Regions from separate parts of the Danio rerio genome. Here region 1 is linked to region 2. Evidence: chromatin contacts called from public HiChIP or PLAC-seq data. All regions are on one chromosome and are shown on one strand. The core of a region is the stretch at or near the end of the contact, and the rest is flanking DNA. Distances in the headings are between cores, read along the strand shown.

What was found. HiChIP or PLAC-seq counts read pairs in DNA pulled down with a chosen protein or histone mark.
Region 1: a contact with region 2 is called in an H3K4me3 HiChIP or PLAC-seq map of gastrula embryo, with 2.4 times the contacts expected there. The contact joins the promoter of ash1l here to the promoter of ciarta in region 2. A contact is called at or near these places in 2 of 4 datasets of contacts at active chromatin or transcription factors (embryo and gastrula embryo).

The regions. Positions count from the first base shown.
Region 1 is chr19:10,091,865-10,094,882 of GRCz12tu, reverse strand. ash1l (ash1 (absent, small, or homeotic)-like (Drosophila)) reads right to left here and starts at 1,674. Exons shown (of 27, transcript NM_001346407.1): 1 at 1,546-1,674; 2 at 589-670. It overlaps LOC141379011 (a long non-coding RNA gene), which reads left to right and starts at 1,440. Exons shown (of 3, transcript XR_012394904.1): 1 at 1,440-2,984.
Region 2 is chr19:9,998,920-10,001,953 of GRCz12tu, reverse strand. ciarta (circadian associated repressor of transcription a) reads left to right here and starts at 1,575. Exons shown (of 6, transcript NM_001327898.1): 1 at 1,575-1,803.

The sequences.
Region 1 (3,018 bases), core at 425-2,924, 93 kb before region 2:
GCATTGGGATCTGCTATTAATCTGCACTTATATTTCAAATCTTCCCCGACCACAAATAAATGCCTGAAATCACTGCTATCCACTCAAACAGCTCTCAGTCAGCGGGAAGCTTCTGGTTTCCTTGACAGCGGAGTCAGAGGTCAAAGGTTGCTCAAGGGCTCCAGACACCACTTTCTACACTTTCCTCCACTTCTCAGACATCTGCTCCAATGGGGAAAAACTATAACCAGGCAAAGGCGCGCGCAATTTGCACGTGCAATGAACCCTATTGTGAACGAGGTTAACTGAGGATGATCTACTGGCAGGTGCCACTGAAGGTTCGTTTCTATGAATTAAGCCTTTTTTATGAACACTTAAGGCTCGCTGATCATAACTTCTGAATGAATGAACACCGTAACACTTTCCAAGCCGCATTACGTTTAGCAATAACAAACAAACAAAGCGTTACGCGCATGTCATGCATCAAAATACTGCGTTTTCCCTTTCTAGTTCGAACAAATGTACTCAAAGAATACACAAACATCTAGATTACAGAGCATTTATAGCACATTTGAAGTCTAAATGCAGAATAAAGTATGAAGAACTTACCTTAGCGAGCTAGAACGGCGTTCACATAATTTGCGGTCAAAATCCTCCCAGCATGGTCGCTCGGATATTTATCTTGAAATTGCTGATGTACCCAAAAAAAGCAAGAGGGAAAAAGGCGTCACGTTTCTCGTAAGAACATTCCAACCAATGTATGACATAACAAAACATTAGCCTAACGTTAGTCTGTTGATCCAGTCACCCCGCAAGTAACGATATTTATCTACGTGAGGCGCACTGGTCACGGTTTATGATCCTAATATAACGTTAGCTAGCATAGCTCGTTAGCGAAGAGCATATATATTGAGCTCAACCTCAGGACACTACTAAATATGTCCAAACCCAGTCTGTGTGAAACAATAATAGCAAGTGAAAGGGTTACTACAGCGGGACGTCAAAATACCTTGCTGCCATTGCAATTTTGAAAGACACATGTCTGGAGCAAGGTAAGTTGGTTTTGCTCAACATCGAGGCTGTAACCACACGTACACAACGTCAACGGCCATCCAATTCACGTCTATGTGTTGTTTACAACCCTCTATACGAGTGAATTCACACCCGCTAATCACTACTATCAACCCCACACTCTTAACGAAACGACTGAGCTGTCCTGTCAAGACACATTTGCTGGCATTGCTAGCAAAACCCCCGCGATTTGTCCATACGAGTAATGTAACGAAGCAACCGCTGCTGGTGCGAAGGGAATGAGTAAACCGTCCCCTTCTCCATCAGGCCTTCAGTAAAAAATAACAAAAAATGAGCATAAATATCCTCGGAAGGACCAAAAGAAGCGGAATGCAAAAATCTAACGCTCTCCGGGATGAGCCCTGCACGGGTTATTAAAAACACGAACTGTCAACAAAATGGCGGCTGCTGCGTTGAATCAACAGAGGGACCCGAAATGGATCTCTCCCTCAAATTCTTCCACCTCTCCCCTGTCTCGTGTGCGTCGCTCGTTACCCGTGATAATCCGATATGTCGCCCGAAATTCTCTCCGGGTCCGAGTTAGTGAAGCTCTGGCTCGTCGGAACGGGCCTCTCTCGTCAATCGGGCCTCCATGTCTGCTTAGCCCGTATCGTTTCTGTCAGTACAGCACGGGCATTCTCACAGGCGGAGCGGGAGGAGGAGGAGGAGTGGACGGCCAGGAGGGAGGGAGGAGAGGGCAGTTGTCGACTCGACGGCTGTTAGGCACTTTCTCCTAGAAATTCACTTACACACTTTTGACTAAATCTAGGGAGTAATGTTTTTTATTATGGTCCATGATATAAATATACAACGAACGAGCACACACTCTGTAACGTTACCTAATTCTGAAAAATGTTGGTTCGTTAAAAGAAAATGTAGGCTATGACTCCTCAAAAGGGGGCTCGTGTTGTCGCACGCTCGTGGCAGTGTTTACCCACAGTGAAATATCGAGACTCCCGTGGGAATCGTAGCCGTGAGGCGGGTTGTGTAACCGTGTGAGTGAGCAGAATCATTAGGAGAGGAGCTGAATATGTTTTAAATTAATGATTCACTTTAAAGCCCCCTGAAATCATTTTAAGTTTTTGTTTCAGATTATCTGTAAGATTGTGAGCTCCAAAAAGGAGTCAAAAATCACATTTGGAAGATAGAAAAGTCAGATTTTAAAATTGCAGTTTATCACTTTCACTTTTTTATGACATCACGATGCACTTCATCTTCTCATCAGATTATCTGACCATCAAATGCCCTTCAGTGAAGCATTCCCACTCCCCGAAACAATTGGTCATTTATTCGCATGTAATTAAGCATTTATACCAAGGTTTGCTATAACAATTATACCAAGGTTTGTCTAAACACTTGGATTTATGAAGAATTTTCATGGAAAGTTGATCTAAACTCCTTAACGTTTAATATCTAATTAGCAGTGCTTCTCAAATGTGTGTTTTAAGTTAATCATTTACTTTAAATCCCCCTAAAAAAAATTTAATTGTTTATTTTCGGTAATCTATAAGATTGTGAGCTCCAAAAGGAAGTCAAACTTTACATTTGGAAGATGTGAGCATTTCACTGTTTTTTTGACATCACCACACACACATCTTCTCATCATCTCAAATGCTCCTCAGGATACGAAGCATCCCGCCCCCCACTAGACACAGCTGGAATTGGTCATCTATTCACATGGAATTAAGCATTCATACCAAGGGTTTGACTGAACACTTGCATATATGAGAAAATGTAATGGAGTGTTGATCTGAACTGCCCACTGTTTATCATCAAATTAACTATGTGTTGTTTTTGTTTTTTGTTTTTTTATCGAATCTGTGTTTTGGATTAATCTTTCAGTTTAAAGTTCCCCTGAAATCATTTTGAAGGGGTTTGTATCTTAAGGTTATCTATAAGAGTGTGACCTCCAAAACGACATTTCGAAGATACAAGTAAGCATTCACAAAATCAGTTTATCCCTTTCAC
Region 2 (3,034 bases), core at 326-2,825:
TCAAAGCAACAGAATAGCTTTTACTCTACCTCAAAACACGTGAACACACTCGCAAAGCACCATAGGTGGCATTAACCGCTTTCCCTCTCTAAGTCATCACATATTTCGTAAAGCTATACATACTTTATAATCAGATGCTTTATTTCAAGGCATTTGTCAGATTCCCATCAAACCACTAATGTGTGTGAGCCTACTCTTACACAAAGCTTCTCTTTTGTTTTGGTGTGATTTTTGTCAGCTGTAAAGGATGTGAAGTAACTGAAATCACAGGGTGTAGTGATATGAAACTGCAATGCGGTTATAAACTTGCTCCAACTACATAAGGTGTGTGTTTAGCCGAGAGGGGTCTGGATGCAGACCTGGTGCAGTGCAATCTGAGCTGCATCCAAAGATTTTTAATGCGCTTACCTAACCCCGCCCCTAACCCTACGACATCACTCACTCCATTGAGTGCATTGTGTCTGACATTGCTGAGTGATGCAATCTCAGCTTGCAATATAAAGGCTCCATCCAGATACTATTGGTTTAGCCTGTCTAAAAAAACGATCACACATCTTAGAACGCTCATCAGCCAATCATTCAACGTTAAAAAAAGCAACAACCACCATGAATATGTTGTTTACAGTAAATTTAGAACAACTAAAGAGGTTTTAAGAAGCTCTGTTGTGATGAAACCCGCATGAACCGGAAGCTGCGACTGTTTTTTTCGTATTGGGACGCAGTTCCTAGAGAAACTGAATTTTAAATGAGTAAACAGTGGGAGTGGCTTGTTTTTTTTTCTCCTTTGAGCTGATTGGATATAGTGAAGTAGGCAATTCATTCATAAACATGAAGGAAATGGTTTTGGGAGAGCTATTACAACATAACAGACTCCTTTTTCTCACCCTTTCTGTTTGTTGTCAAAACTGAGAGATAAAGGGGCGTGGTTAAGTATGTTGGCCACGCCCAATACCTCAGACAGACGTAATCTGACGATTTAACTGAAAATAAACAGGAAGTGCATTTCAGATTTTCATTTTAGATTACAAGGGCAAACTATTTTGTTTCCTAATGACATGCGCAGATATGTTGTTCACCCCAAAATTAGCAATGTGGGCTAGCCAAATCATATGGTTAGCTTTAATTTCATTTATACTTAAACAAGGCATTTAACTGTTGTAGGTTTACTGTAAACACTGCTTTGCTTTCTATCAACTTGTATTGAATACATATCTTCAATAAAGTACCATTTAAAACATATAGATAGATAATTACTAAAATATCTGTAATGTCATCTCAAATTGAAAGCAGCATTGAGAGTAAACGTGTTATGCTCCCCCCCAAAAAACTGTCCCGTGTACACTCTCTTCCTAACGTGGAACAATGAGCACCATCTGTAAAATGTGACTCAATGCGTAGTATCTGCCTTTACACACGAGTGCCACGTGCGGGGAGGGGGGTGTGCAAACAGATATAATCGACCAGTCACGTCGCATTTGCACGCGGATTGGTTGCTATGCGGTCCAATCAGCGAGTCGCCTTTGATCTGTCAGCCAATGGGAGCGCGGCCTGCGTTGGCTTTTGTTCAGCACGTGTAGCTGTTCACATGTCGTCCCTCGCTGTAAAGTGACGTGAGTGGTGAAAGGAAGAGGAGAGAAGTCCAAAAATTCACTCAGGACAATAGTGCGTGCGATCAAGACAATCCTCGTAAGCAATAAACTTCATATAACCACTTTTAGGCGGACGAGCAACGCTGCAGGACGTGTGAGTGGAACCGGGCACGAGGTTGTTGTGGTACCGACCCAGAAACGACACAGCATCAAGGTAAGGGAATGCCTGCGGTTTTTTTTATCTTGTAAAAATATAACAAATTAATCTGTTATACACCCAGATATCCTCCAAATGTTATCATCGACCTTGCTTTGCGTGTTTACGCCATACTAAGATGAATAATCCGTTTGTTTTGATAGCCATGTTCATTATTATTGTAATATTGCAATTTAATAATCTCGATTAAAATTAATATTTCATAATTTAAGTTACTTTCCCTTCTTTATGTTGATACTAGTAAACGCATATTTCATTTTCGCATCGCTGTTGTTTATGCACGTGTGCGATTTCTAAAAATACTTTACAGTATATATATATTTGAGTTATTATATTTATGTGTATATGTGTAACATTTATTACAGTTTATTAATTAAACGTGATCAGATGTATGGATAAACGACACACCCATATATAACGTTAGTGCAAGAGTTAGTCAATAAACACAAACGAATAGAGTGTGTTATGAAAATAATAAAGCTGTGTAAATGTTTAATACGTATATAACACACTTATCAATAATGTAATTTTTAAAATGATATTTCATATTAAAATAACCACCAAGCTGTCCATCTGGTGGAAGTTAATGTGTCTTAATGGCACCGCCTAGCTGTTTATTTTTATGAGGCACATGCCGTTGAGTGTGTTTTTTTTTCAGCGTGTATATTATGAAACCCTACTCCGTATTTATAGACGTCCATCTAAACAGCACTGTAGGCGTTATATAGCCCATGTTCATTTTATATTCATGTGCTTCTCAAAAGCCCTTTAGGTTGTATAGCTCCACGTTTTTTGAGACGCAGCCCAAATGTGGTGTTGTGGCTTTTCACCTAGTGATAGGAACATGGCGTGCTTCAAATCGGAGTAATTATGGTATCTCCGTGATCTCTCTTTTTTGGTTTTGGAAAGCATCCCGCGTTCCTTCGTCTGTTTTAAGCACGCTTTCCATTGCCAATTGTTTGTTAAGTGCTTAAACCTCTCTTGTTTCCTTGACTGAAAGAAACTGGATGTTTCTTTACATTTTTTTTACTTCAACAATACGTGTTTTTCTGCAAGTCCAGTCAGGCCAGAAGCTCAGCTTTCTGCGTTTCATGTTAACATATACATGTGTGTATGTACACAGTAATTACAAGGGTTTAACATTTTTGACCACTTTTTCCTTCAGGGAGGCACATAATATTACAGTACAGACTGTTATAATGTTACAGAAGATTTTAGTCTTACATAA